Linked DNA regions of Mus musculus: region 1 is linked to region 2. A link is a contact called in public HiChIP or PLAC-seq data. All regions are on one chromosome and are shown on one strand. Each heading gives the region's core, a stretch centred on a gene start, on an enhancer-like site or on the middle of the called end of the contact. The rest is flanking DNA. Distances are from core to core; before and after follow the strand shown. Region 1 overlaps Gm10646 (predicted gene 10646). Region 2 has its middle 65 kb from the start of Gm30936.

Region 1 (6,649 bases), core at 2,341-4,840, 520 kb after region 2:
CTGATTTTTTTTTTTTTTTTTTTTTTTTTTTTTTGTATTCTGGGCCTCTGAGGTCCTCCATGCTGCTGCCTGGTTATTCTCTTGCCTCCCTTTCCTCCTTCCAGTTCTTCAGCTGTTGGAGTAAGCATTCCTTCACAACCATCCAGTCTGCAGTGGTGCAGTGGTCTTATCTCTCCTTGCATTTAAACTACAATTTCCTGCCTTTGCATGGTTCCTCAGGTCTATAGTTCAAGGTGTAGCTATCATATAGTTCATATGTAGCTATATGTATACATATATTAGACACACACACACAGACTACAAACTCCTGGAAAATAGAATTATATTATATATATTTTCTTTCCTAGGAATTGTGTAAATAGCTAAGTGCTAGTTAGTAACTTGTGGACTAAGAACCTATTCAGCTTTGAACTCTTTCTACAGAATAAGTCCAACTTCACAGGTAGCTCTGAGAACTAAATGAGAAACTGTTATGGCTTGAATGTGAAGTGCCCCACTCCTACTCACTCATACATTAGCACTTGGTCCCCAGCTGGTGATAATGTTCTGGGAGATCATAGATATTAGATCTCAAACTCAGGATAAATGGATAACTGAGGTGCCTATTTAAAACATATCAAAGTGGATGCTGGCTGCCAGGTTCTCCCAGCCTCTCTCAATACCTGTTACAGAGTCATCATCCCCCTGCCCAACCCCTTCCCCTACCCCCACCCCCCAAAGTCTTCAGACCAAGGACTGGACTGGACTTCCCTTCCCCCAGCCTGTAATCCCTATATAACCTTAGCCATTTTGGACATGGGGTCTCTTGACATTTTGGTATTCTTGGTCTTTGGGTTCCTAGGGAATCTCTTTGCTCCCTCTCCCTTCTCTTCCTCTCTCACACCCCCACCCCTACCTCTTCTCATGGTTTAGTCTGGATCTTTTCAGATGCCTCTTCCTGACTCTCCCTCATGTCAACCTTCTCCTCCTCCGGACCTGCCCTCATTGTTTTTTCATTCAATAGAATCGTGTGGACTTGGAGTCTGGACATAGAGCAGCAGGGGTGGGGCTAGAGAGCTATGGACACTGATCCTGACCTGAGGTCTCTTCCTAGTCCATATGAGAAGTAGTTGTCTCAAGTCATTCTCACCACTTTACCTTCTGTGCAGTGATGGGCTGTAGCCTTCTAAATCACGAGTCAAAATAAATCTCTTCGACCTTAAGTTGCTTTTTGTTAGGTATTTGGTGACAATAAGAAAGGCTAATTAACACATAAGGACTGTGACAGTGTTCGCACAGTGCCTGACGTGTCAGAAGTGTTCAGCAAACAGTTTTCACTCCCCAGCATTTACTCCAGCACTGCAAACATTCTAAGTACTGAATAATTACCTGCAGGTGGATGGCTGAAGAACAAAGGACTCAATCAGAGAAACCCACACCAGAAGACACAAGAGCAGCCCTGTCAGAGAAATCAAGTAGCTTTCCTTGGCTAGCCCAGGCAAGACATTCTGCCTGAGGGGAGACCTCGGGAGGGGAGGGGAGATCAACATGGCTTGGCAATGAGGTCATGAAATATTGACTAATAGGAAATCAAGGTTGATTTAGGAGTTGCTGCTGTGGGCAGCTGAGTTTTGTACGTTCGACTGAATTTGTCATTTGTCAAGACTCCCAGAAGGATGTAGGAAGCACATGTTTCTTATCAATGGAAAATAAATTCTTACAGCAATCAGTTCTCATTGGTGTAGACTTGGCTCTAGGATTCGGGAGAATCAGGGGCCTGGGGAGATTGCTCAGTTGGTAAAGTGTCCCCAGGGCAAGCTTGAGAACCTGGGTTCAAATCCTAGCACCTGTGTAAAACAATCCTGGCTCCATACACACCTGTAATCCCAGGGCCTACACACAGAGACAGATCTTTGAGGTGAGGGGCTGAGGAAGATACCAACATACACTTCACTCAGACACACAAGAAATGAAAATATGTTGGTCTGAAGACCTATGCATGGACATTAGCACTTGTAGAAAAGCCCTTCAGGGGCTGGAAAGATGGATTGGAGCACTTGCTGAATACATGAAGACATGATTTGAATCCCCAGAACTTATGCTAAAACCTATGCACGGCTCCCATGCCTACTCCACAAAGTCCAGGTTCAGTGAGAGCCTGAAGATTGGTAGAGCAGTGACTGATGGAAAATTACCAACACTGACCTTTGACCTCCACAGCTATGCATGCATAGACACACACACAGGCATAGACACACACACACACACACACACCACATACACACATACCACACACACACACATACACATCATACTACACACACACACACACCACACGTATACACCACACACACACACACACACACACACACATACACACAACACACATACACACCACACACACACTCACACTCACACTCACACTCATACTCATACTCATAGTGAGGAAGGGTATTGCCTTTTCAGATACTGACTATCTGGTTTCTCAGCCTAATCTGTTGGGTTCATGGCGGTAACTCTGAATCCTTTGTTCGGAGGAATGACCTGTGGGCCGTGGCTGTAAACAAGATGACTAGTCCCTCAGCTCCCTGTTCACCACAGGGAATGATGGAAGGGTCAGAGATTTACCTGTCATTCCTCTGAATCCTTTCTTCATCCCTTCTCCTCCCTCCAGTGGCAACAACATTCATGCCTGGCATTTCTTTTAAAAAGAGGGATTATAGTTAGGAGCCTCCTTGATGTACTGATATCCCACAAGTCCATGAACAACTGGGAGAAATTTACTCTCCATGGCTACAAAATGCTAAATCTGGAAGGCAGGTCACTTGGAAGGCAGGTCACGTCACCTGGAAGGCAGGTCACTTGGAAGGCAGGTCACCTGGTTCCAGAATTCCTCGTGAGGGTCTGTGAATCAGACAATAGAGCTCACTAGGTCTATAGGGGAAAAAAAAAAACCCTGAAATTTACCATTTCCTTCAGTTATTGTTTGTGAATGAAAGCAACACACCCCAGTGTGTAAGCCTGTGAATACGGGTGTTTTCAGAGTCCAGATCCCCTGGCGCTGGAGTGACCAGTAGATGTGAGCTGGAAATCAATGCAGGCTCTGCAAGAGCAGTGCTCACTCCTAACTGCAGAGCCATCTCTCCAGCCCCACACTTCCCTTTGTATCTCACTTGGGCTACTGCAAAACTCTCAAATTATAATTTACTTACCACCTCCCACAGGCTCTCAAGTAGCCCAGGAGGCCTTCAAATTCTGTGTGTACCCAGGGAGGTCTTGAACTTCTGCTCCTTCCGAAGCATGCGAAGGCCTGCTTTGTGCCGTGTTAGGGATCAAGCCTAGCGTTCCATGCGTTCTAGGCAAGCACTCTACAAGGAGCTAGGTCCAGGGCCCTCTTTTGGTTTCTTGCCCTTTACATTTTCTTTTAAGGAACCATTCATAGGTTTGTGAGTGAACTGAACTGATGGCTCTTAGGCGATCTCGAGCATTTAGCAGCCAGATGGCTTCCTCCATGACTCATCGCCCCAAGCCGGCTCTCTAGAGAGGAGGGGATGTGGTAGCCCACTCACCGTTGGCTTCAGGGCCTCTGATGAAGAAGAAGAATTTGTGGTGAGAGGTCCTGGCCTGCGGGAGGGACCGTTTCTGATGAGGTCATCGGGAGGGAATGCCTCCCTGGGCAGAGGTGGGAGCCTGGGCCAGCTGCCAGCAGCGGGGTCAGGAAGCAGGACAGACAGAAAAAGGAGTTCTGCCTGAGGATTAGCCATCTTTAAGGGTCCTGTGGAATTGCTTTGAAGTTTCATCCTCAGGCAGGCTCAAGCTCTGGGGGGAAAAAAACAAACAAACAATGGACTTTTGTTTTGTCCCCTCCTGATCAGAGAGGACCCAACCTTGCATTAACTCTGATGGTTCTGACCGCAGTTGGGCCCTGCCACAGCTCACAACACCCATCACCGGAAAATTGCCTAGCATAGCCTGTGCCTTCTAACGTTTCAGCAGAGTTTAAACGGTTTCTCAGGGATTCCTTGCAAACTCACACACCTTGTTATACAAGTCAAAAGGGTGTTTTAGAGACAGTGTCCTGGGGGGAACTAAGGTGTTTTGTATTGTCTTTACAGTATGAGACTTGAACACAGCCAAGCATTCAACCCTACACCCCCACCAACTCTATAGCCTACGAGGATCTAGGTATAAGCAAAGCTCCAGGCTGATTTGGGGATGTAGTCATGTTTTGTAACTAGGATAACATGGGTGTCCTTAATCTTGGTGTTCCAGACCTCTGAAACCAGGCCCTGCTTTATACAGATGGATATCATCGTAGGAAACCCAAACTGTAACAAGATACAAATAATAATAGTTATCATGTATAAAGAGGTGTGTGTGTGTGTGTGTGTGTGTGAATGCTGCCTGTGCAGATGAAGCTAAGAGTACTGGATTCCTTGGAACTAGAGCTATAGGTGAGAGATGGGAACCAAACTTGGATCCTCTGGGAGAGCACAAAACTCTTACCTGTTGAGTCATGTCTCTGTCCCCAAAGCTAACATTTCTTGAGTGTCTGTTATATAGAGTTTGGACAGGCCACCATTCAATGCCTGCTGGCTGTGTGTGTGACCTTTTTGCCAAAAGAAACAATAATTCTTTTTAAGATTGAGAGAGAGAGAAAGAGAGAGCGAGAGAGAGCTTTACTGGCAAAAAAGTTAAAGTGCACACATAGTCATTAAAATGTAGGGATGGAATTCAAACCACCATCTGTCAAATCCCTGAGTTTATGCAGTTGACCTAGCATGAGCCACGATCCAGTTTGCTTGGGGACTAAGGAGGTTGCCCAGCACATGGGACTTTCCCACAGGAACTGGGAGGATCCTAGATGAGTCAGTCAGACTCTATCAAGACTGAAAGGTTTCTGCTGGAGACTGAAGCTCCCACTCCTCTTTTGACCACATGGCGTTGGGCAGGCTTCTCCACCATGGGCTCCCCTGCCAGGGGCCTCATCTGATGGTCACACCCGTCCCAGAGATGACCATTGAGTAAGACCACATAGATAGCCACACCTACTGTGTGTCCCACAGGGGCAGCAAAGGTGAGTCGCACACAGGTGCACCTGGAGAGGCCCCGTTTGCACTGTCTAATGGCTTCAAATCCAGAAAGAAAACAAAAACATTATAATCTCTTCAAGTAACTTTCTGTTCTCACTTCCCTTCTTATCCTCTGGGACTCATCCAATTCAATATATCCTAAAGTCTCTCAGGCAAGCTGAATTATCTGAGTTCTCTCTTGCACTATATTATTTTTATTTAGTTTTTATAAGGCAAAGTTATAACATAGTCCCCAAACTACACAATAGAGTTTCCCACATTTGGGGAAATCTCAAGGGTTGGAAGATCTGGATTGCAATGGCTAAGCATCACCCTGGGAAAACTCCCTTCTTGACTGAGGGATCTCTTGCATTTATTGAAATAATTTTTCACTTATTTTTTTGACAACTGCGTACACGTATTCAGTGTATTTTTATCATATCCAGTCTGCCAGTACCCTCATCTGTCGCTCTCCCACTGCTTGAAGCGGAGCCCCTTCCAGCCCGGTTGCAAAGGCCTGGGATTCACTCAGTGTAGGTTAGTGCAACCTCACACTCCCGTGAGACAGAGCAGGGTCCTGAGTGTGCCCCCATTCTCAAAGGCTATTTGGGATCCTCAGTTTTCTTCTCTCTATAACCAAAACTTGAATTCTTTCCTCATCAAGGTTTTCAGAAGTCTCTTGGGATAAAGCTACTTCATTGGCTTAGTATTTGCTTTGACTGGTGAGGCTGCAGGTATGATCCTCAGCACTGAAGAGGGAAAAAAGCCTGGGAGAGAAAGTAGGGTCATTCGATTGCCCAGAGATAGACAAGGCAGTTAGCAGCTTAGCAGCTAAGCAGCTTGTCCATCTCAGGTCTGCCTGCCGCTGCAGCCCACGCCCTCAGCACAGCCCCTGCTTCTTGGCTCCAGGCAGGTGACAGGTTACTTCTCTGCTGGTGAAATGAAGCAATTTAAACCAGATTAGAATATTTTAGAGGCAGGTTTGGGAGAGTTCACTGGGCCTAAGAATTGAGGCCAGGGGAGTCACCATGGGGAAAGAGGGGAAAGGGCAGAGAAGAAGGGAGGGAGAGAGGGAGAGGAAGAGGGAGAGGGAGGGAGGGAGGGAGAGAGAGAGAGAGAGAGAGAGAGAGAGAGAGAGAGAGAGAGAGTACAAAATATAAATATAGGGAGAAGCCTCTGTAGGAAGGGCCACCAGGCGCCTGGACTAGAAAATTTATGGTTGGGACAGGGCATGCCAGGTAGGGACTGAGGTATGCTGGGAAAACCTAGAGGCCAGGTCTGCTTTGATATGTAAAATATACACCTCAATCCCTTGTCCCAGGGTCTCTGGAAAGCTGACACTGTGAGGAGCAAGACTCTCTCTCTCTCTCTCTCTGTCTCTCTGTCTCTCTGTCTCTCTGTCTCTCTGTCTCTCTTTCTCTCTCCCTCCCTCCCTGTCCCCCCCCCCCCTCTTTTTGCCCAATCAGCCTGCTCAGAACTTCAGAAAACACACAGGCCCTAGGAGCAATTCTGGTGGGCTGTAGCAGCCCACAGGGTGTTTACCGCCAAATGAGATTCACACTCCACAGCTGGGCCAACTTCTGCCCCCACCCTCACCC
Region 2 (7,148 bases), core at 1,556-4,055:
GTTATTTCCAGAGAACGGGAAGAGGAGTGAGCTGAAGTGTTTGGTGTTGTAGGGGGACACAAAGATAAGAGTAGTAGGATGGTGTTCCAAGGAAGCGCACCCCAGAACACGTAATTACGAGCACCTTGGTACTCATAGTGACAGTTTAGATTCTGAAGCTCCTGGGAGAGGGAATTACATTCTCTATGTTTTAGCTCCCGGATGTTTTTAGAAGTGGACCCGTGGGGGAATCTTTACTTCTGTACATACAAAGTGACCTCTGCTTTTTTTGTGAAGGGGGCAGGGCAGAATGTGTTTGCTGACCTGTGATTGGCTGAGTGCAGGAATGTGTTAGCTTTTCTCCTTGGTGTCTTAATCAAACAGCTTCACAGTAGAGAGGTCCTGTCAGCACTTGGGGTCTTCATCATTGGAAGAGATTTCGGGAAGGACCAAAGACACCTAATGGGGGAGGTGTCTGGGGAGAGGAGAGACTTTTGTGAAGGAGATGTAGCCCCTGACGTCAGCAGTTGCCCATATGCTTCATTAAGTGCCACAGTGTGAAAGTTACCCTTTCAATGGTTGTACCTTCCTTGTTCCTCTCTGTGGGGATCTTGTGCAGAAAGTGAGAAGGAAGGGTGGCTATGGCCATTGGCTGTGAGAAGGCCAGTACACGTGTGCATGCAGGAATGCTTTTCTTCCTTTTAATTTGAACCCTAGAAGAGTGGAAAAGTCCCAGATAACAGTTGACCAAAATTAGAATAGCCAATGTTGGTGAGAATTAGCTGATGAACCCTCCCTCCCCACTCCCTCTTTAAATCACATTGACTTTTCTGGGCTTAGCTCAGAGGTGGCACACTGAATCCCAGAAACGGAGAGTTCTTAGCCACTGTCTACCCCGTACCTTTGTACACCTTTTCATTTATGTAGGAAGTTCTAAGGGATCCTGCGGGTCTCTCTCAGTTTTGGCTTTGTGTTTCAGACTTTGTATCTCCAAGGGAGAAGTAAAAAATTCCAAACTCCATCCCCACGAGTAGTTTATTCAGTACATTGTAGGCTACATGCACGTTTAAAATCCACCTTGCCCAGGTTTGTTTGCCAACATTGTTCCCTAGAGGGCATTTTAAATTTATTTATTTTTATGTGCATGTGCCTGCCACCTGTGTGCAGAGGCCAGAAGAGGGGGTTGGATCCCATGGTAACTGGAGTTGTAGGTGGTTGTGAACCACAACGTGGATGCTGGCAACCAAATCCATATCCTCTGCAAAAGCTGTAAGTGCCTTTACCCAAGGAGCTGGTCTGGATGTGTGCTGCATATATATTTTGCACAGCTTTTAGATGTGATGCAATGAAAGTTAACTTAAAGGAGCTTTTAAAAAGTTTTTAAAAATCATATTATGGATTTCTGAGTTCGAGGCCAGCCTGGTCTACAAAGTGAGTTTCAGGACAGCCAGGGCTATACAGAGAAACCCTGTCTCGAAAAAACAAAAAAACAAAAAAAAAAAATCATATTCATCTGTCTGTCTGCCTGCCTGCCTGCCTGCCTGCCTGCCTGCCTGTCTGTCTATCTATCTATCTATTTGTGTGTATGTACGAGCGCAGGTGGGTCGGGAAAAGCCATAGGCACCTTATTTAGAGGTCAGAGGAGTCAGGTTTTCCACTATGTGGCTCCCTGGGATTGAATTCAGGTCATTAGGCTTTGTGGCCAGTGCCCTTTACCAACCATCTGTGTCATCTCGTCAACTCCAGAGATGCTTTATTTCAGGCCTTCTAATATTTAATCTCAATGGTACTACCTTAATACTTAGTGAATTCTGTGTGCCTCTTTCACCAGATATTATTAACCAGGTTTTACTCTCTCTTGCCTGGTTCTTACTGTCGTAGCTTCATAGCTTGATCAAAGTGCCTGATTTTTTTTCCCCCTTAGTAAAATTTTGTAACTTCAAAAGGGCTAGAAAAGTGCCTTTGTGAGTTGGAAAGTTGCCTATCAGTTTACCAGGCCATGTGACAGGTGGTGTGTGCTTGCTGCATTCCCAGGCTCTTAGGATGGTGTCTGGGACTTGTGATCTGTGACATTCTTGCTCCAGAATTTTTGAGTCCGACTATTTTCTTGGGGATTTGGGTTGGTGTTTGACTAGCAGGAAGTACTAAAACCGGTTAAATCATTCAAAAACAATTTTTATTAGGTACAAAAAAATGTTTAAAGGCAAGAAGAAAAACATAACAAGGAGGCTGGCATTCTAGAATTATAGTTTAACAAACCCAACTGGTGCCTTTTTAATTACAGTATTTACCCCATCTAGAACTTTGTAATCCTATTGCTTTTATATTTAATAACAAGACTAGCTAAAACATAAGCCAAACACAACTATTACAAATAATGGGGATAAGTGGTGGGTTTAACCAGATGTTCTCCCTGAAGTTGAACTCTCCCAAACGCCTCTGCTGCTCCCCTTCCCAATAAACAGGCAGCACTCACAAGGTAAGGCAGTCGAGGGTAAAGCAGAAGTGAAAGGCACTGGGAGCCTCTGACTTCCTGGCACTTGCCATCTCCTGAAGATGGACAAGCTGAATACAAGAGTCACATGGTCCTTAGAACCTTTCTTCACGGGTTGCCCTGAGCTATGAATTAAGACCAGGCTCTTTTGCAGCCCATTTCACAGTGCATTTTCAAAGTCAGCGTCAGCGTCAGCCCTCTACATTTTGTTTCGCTCTTAACCAACAGTTCCAACTGACACTGTTCCAAAGCCTCGAGCAGCTTGCAAGCGTTCGCGTTGTCTTTTGACTCTTCCACGGTAGACTTTAACTAATGGAATCTTCTGTGTCTTCCATTCATTTGTCCTGCAGAAGCTCTTGGGGGCTTATCTTGCTGCTCTGATAAGTAACCCTGCCCTCACCCCACACGTTTCATCCCTAGAGGGCAGTGCTCTTGTTTTTGTGTTTATCTAGTAGATAAGGTGTGTGAGTGTGGAGGGGGGGTGGGGTAGTGGGGGGAGGGGAAGTGTGATTGACCCGGTTTTGGAACCCAGACCTACCAAAGGATGCACAAAGGGAGTACTGGCAACTCCCACAACAGAAGCAGAAGGTGGGCAGGAGAGGTGTGGCTCAAAGGTTAAGAGCACTGGCTGCTCTTGCTGAGGCTCTGCTCCTAGCACCCATGTGGCAGCTCATAACTATCTGTAATTCTGTTTCTGGTAGATATGACTCCATTCTTCTGGCCATTGCAGGTACCAGATATGCACACATACACATGCTGGCAAAAAAAAAAAAAAAAAAAAAAAAAAAACAAACAAACAAATCAAATCAAACCAAAGCCAAAACTCATATACATATATGAAAAATAAATCAAGTACAGAGCCTTACTTTATTATTTATTATTTATTTATTTAGAAGACTCCCATTCCTGTCCTCCATCCTCTGTACCCAGTTTTGATTCCTGAACATCCTCAACCTCCATGACCCTTGCCCTTGCTCTCATTTTGCTGAGTACCCAGCCCTTGATTAGACCCGCCCTCTGCTTTGCTTTCACTGTTCTACCCCCCCCCCCACCCCCCACAGTAATGAGCCTGGGTGGCGAAGCCACTGGGCCATCTGCACTGCTGTGCTCTTGATGTATGACTGAATCCCAGCGGGCCTCCTGACGCCGCAGACCCACTGTGCTTTAGTGTGAGGTTGCTGTCAGCCGGTGACTTGGTTTCCCTGATTCCTGCACTGAAGCAGTTGACTGACTACTGAGGAGTCCACGTCCTCCCTGGAGTTCATGCTCTCTGCACTTCTGCAGCTGTCCCTTCCCCTCCACATCATCAGAGTCCCTCGCTGATGGATTATCTTCACAGGAGATGCTCTGACATCTTCATCTTAGGCAAAAAAGGCATCCCTTGACTTTGTGTCTTAGCCATTCATCTCCCATTTCTTTGCTTTCCCTTCTTAGCAGACACTAGGAGAAAAACTACTTTTATTTTATGTTCTGTGTATGAGTGTTTTATCTACATGTATGTCTGAGCACTATTTGTGTGCCTTGTGCCTTCAGAGGCCAGAAGGGGAACTGGAGTTATATAGGTGGTTGTGATCTACCAAGTGGGTACTGGAAACTGAACCTGGGTCCTCTGTAAGAGCAAAATGTGCTTGCTCTTAAGCCATCTCTCCAGCCCTTCAGCAAAGCATTTTTTTTTGAAAGAGTTGTCATGTTCTGTTTTATTTTTATTTATTTATTTGTTTGTTTATTTATTATCTCCTCTGCACTCACATATTTTTATTTTTTAAATAGGAACTCACTATATATTCCTTGGCTGGCCTCAAATTTGCTGTATAAACCAGGCTGGCTTTGAACTTAGAGAGACTTACCTACCTCTGTCTCCTAAGTGCTGGGATCAAAGGCATGAGCCTCCCCACTCATTTTGTTCTCCCAGTGTACTCTGGCTTCGCCCTACCCCTTGTGGTCAAACTCTTCTCAAGGGAACTGAGAGAGCTCAGGGGCTTTTGTAGAGGAAGCAAACTTGGTTCTTAGCACCTACAGCTTACCACCTGTAACTCAGTTTCAGGTCGTCCGTTAATGTCTTCTGGACACCATGAGAACCTGTACTCAAGGTGCACAAACCACACACACATGCACAATTAAAAAACAAACAAACAAATCTTTAAAACAAAAACTCCAAAGAAACCTTTTTGTTGCTGTTATTGTTTGAGATGTGGTTTCTCTGTGTAGCTCTAGCTGTCCTGGAACTTGCTCTATAGACCAGGCTGTGCTCGAACGCAAAGAGATCCACCTGCCTCTGCCTCTGCCTCTGGCTCTGGAGTCAAAGGTGTGTGCCACCACATGGGGCTCAAAGAAACATTTCCTAAGGTATCAGCAGCATTTGAAGAGTGAGTCCAGGGGTGCTCTCTCAGTATCTGCAGCCTCTCTACGTAATTTAGTCAGCTGATTGCCTCCTGTCTGGAACATTCTCTACACCAACTGAATCTGCCCCTGGCTGCTCTGACTCCAGCATTCTTGTTTGATTTATTCTTTCTGGCTTCTGGAAGCCGGAAATGTGGTTTCACAAAATACTTCTTTTTGGAGTCTGCAGTAATCTCAGATCCTGAGGGTCACAGTGGTATCCTTTCTTATGCCTTAGGCTTTTTTCTTTTCTTGAATCCATGTCACTTTGACATTGCATGAGATCTTACCTGGTCTTTGGCATGTAAGCTCCAAGGACTTCGGAGATGGCCTAGTCTGGGAAGTGTTCACTGCACAGGCGTGAGGACCCGAGTTCCACTCCCTGCTTCCCATGTAAAGTTGGGCGTGGTGCTGTGTATTTGTAATCCCAGTGCTGGGGAGATGGGAACAGGGATTCTTGGGTCTCTTTGACCAATCAGTCTAGCTTTACTCCTGAAGCTCCCTGTCTAGTGAGAGAGACCCTGTCCCAGAACAGGAATGTACTGGGGCTGGAAAGGTGGGTCAGTGTTGAGAGCGTTTGCAGTTCTTTCAGAGGACTGGAGTTTGGTTCTCAGTACCTGTCTTTTGTGACTCACAGCTGCCTGTGACTCCAGGTCCAGAGGATCTAACACCAGGCTGACCTTCAAAGGGACACCCCCCCCCCCCAAGACACATATTCCCACATGGGCACATAGACTCAAGATTATAAATAAAAAATAAAATAAATGTTAAAGAGGCTAGATGTGGTGGATCACACCTAAAATTTAAGCCCTGGCTAGGTTTGGAGTTTCAGGCTAGCCTTGTCTATGTGTGGAGTCCCAGGTTATCCAGGGTTCATAGTGAAATAGACAAACAATACACACACACACACACACACACACAAACACACACAGAGACCCCCCCCCCACTCTGCCACTGGGTCACCATGTGTCTGCAACAATGAATGTCATATAGCAAACACCCCCCAAAATTCTAATGAGTGACGGGCTCTTCCTGCTTCCAGAGTTAGCCTTGGATGAGCCATTCGGCCGTTTCGGATTTTGTATCAGGATGCAGTAGTTGGAGGTCTTGTGCTGGGAATGAGGGGCTCAGGTACTGTTACTGGTAGTCACACCCTTGTTAAATACTTGTTGAGTGATAGGAAGTACCTGCCAAGGATGGCTGGAGGGAGACAAATGGCTGCCTCTCATTTTTATCTCTCTGAAGAGGGCCACTTAAGCAGTCTTCTTGGTAATTTTTGACGCTGGGTTGAAGATGACAAATTGACTTGTCTGAAATGTTTGCTATTGACCTCAGTGTCCTTGAATCACTCATCCCCAGAGCCCACTTGACCAGTGGGGAGCCAGCTCCCTCCTCTTCCAAGTCTGGCTTGGGGACTGGGGGTGGGGAGTCAGTTTCTGCATCTGGGCATCTGGGAGGGGCAGTTCCCTGTATCTTTCCCACTGCTGCTGTGCTGGGGGATCCAGGCTAAGGAGTCTCAAGGCTTGGCATGCTTCAGTGAAAAAATTCTTCTCCTTCTGCTTGCCTTGCCTCAGGACTGCCTGGTTAATGACCTGACACCTGTGTCTAGTTCATATTTGATTTGAGTGAAGCCATTTCCTAAATATGGCCTGAGGTCATTCATGGCAGGTCTTCCAAGGAGAGTGTGGATTATTCCCAGGTTTGAGAGATTATACAGAGGCCACTTTAAGAAGCTTAATGTTCTCCTTGAAGGGCTTTCAACTGGCCTAGCACTTGTCATTCCAAGCCCTCCCCATGTGGAGTTCAAGGAGCTACCCTGTGGTAAGATGTCAGGCAAGGCAACTGAAGCATAGTCACAGAGCACTAGCATTTAGCATCCAATGGGGAAGGCAGATGTCTTTGTAGGACATTTCAGCCTAGTTCCGGGGAAGTGTACCAAAAGACAAAAGAGCCTAGGGTGACAGTTACAGTTCATTTGGTAAAGTCCCTTTCTTTCAAGGATGAAGTCCTGAATTTGATCCCCAGAGCCAACCTTTAAAAGGCTGGGTATAGTGAGTGGCAAATGCTTTTAATTCCAGCAGTGTCGAGGTAGAGACAGGAGGATCCTTGGGACTCGCCTGTCAGTCAAGCCTAGCTTACTGGGCTGGTTCCAGGACAGTGAGAAACCCTGACTCAAAAAAAAAAAAAAAAAAAAGTCAATATTCATGGTTTTTACATACATGTGCATAAGTGTATATACAGATGTGCATGTGTACCCAGGAAAACACACACACACACACACACACACACACACACA

Evidence for each region. HiChIP or PLAC-seq counts read pairs in DNA pulled down with a chosen protein or histone mark.
Region 1: a contact with region 2 is called in an H3K27ac HiChIP or PLAC-seq map of extraembryonic endoderm stem cells, with 2.8 times the contacts expected there. The contact joins two enhancer-like sites. A contact is called at or near these places in 1 of 39 promoter capture datasets (cranial neural crest), 4 of 115 datasets of contacts at active chromatin or transcription factors (the SCID.adh cell line, embryonic forebrain, embryonic stem cells and 1 more) and 1 of 9 other capture datasets (embryonic stem cells).

What each region holds. Positions count from the first base shown.
Region 1 is chr9:67,102,987-67,109,635 of GRCm38.p6, reverse strand. Gm10646 (predicted gene 10646) reads right to left here. Exons shown (of 3, transcript NR_153957.1): 2 at 3,549-3,798; 3 at 37-2,883. It also overlaps the pseudogene Gm22145. Among named protein-coding and RNA genes, the nearest start is that of Gm10646, 4.0 kb to the right of the region's middle. Within about 2 kb of position 3,590, at least 108 of the 459 cell types and tissues checked have an H3K27ac peak or open chromatin away from gene starts, as enhancers often do. A contact at or near this core is called in extraembryonic endoderm stem cells, where this site is marked.
Region 2 is chr9:67,625,203-67,632,350 of GRCm38.p6, reverse strand. It overlaps a transcript of Tln2 not described here. Among named protein-coding and RNA genes, the nearest start is that of Gm30936, 65 kb to the left of the region's middle. Within about 2 kb of position 2,805, at least 9 of the 459 cell types and tissues checked have an H3K27ac peak or open chromatin away from gene starts, as enhancers often do. A contact at or near this core is called in extraembryonic endoderm stem cells, where this site is marked.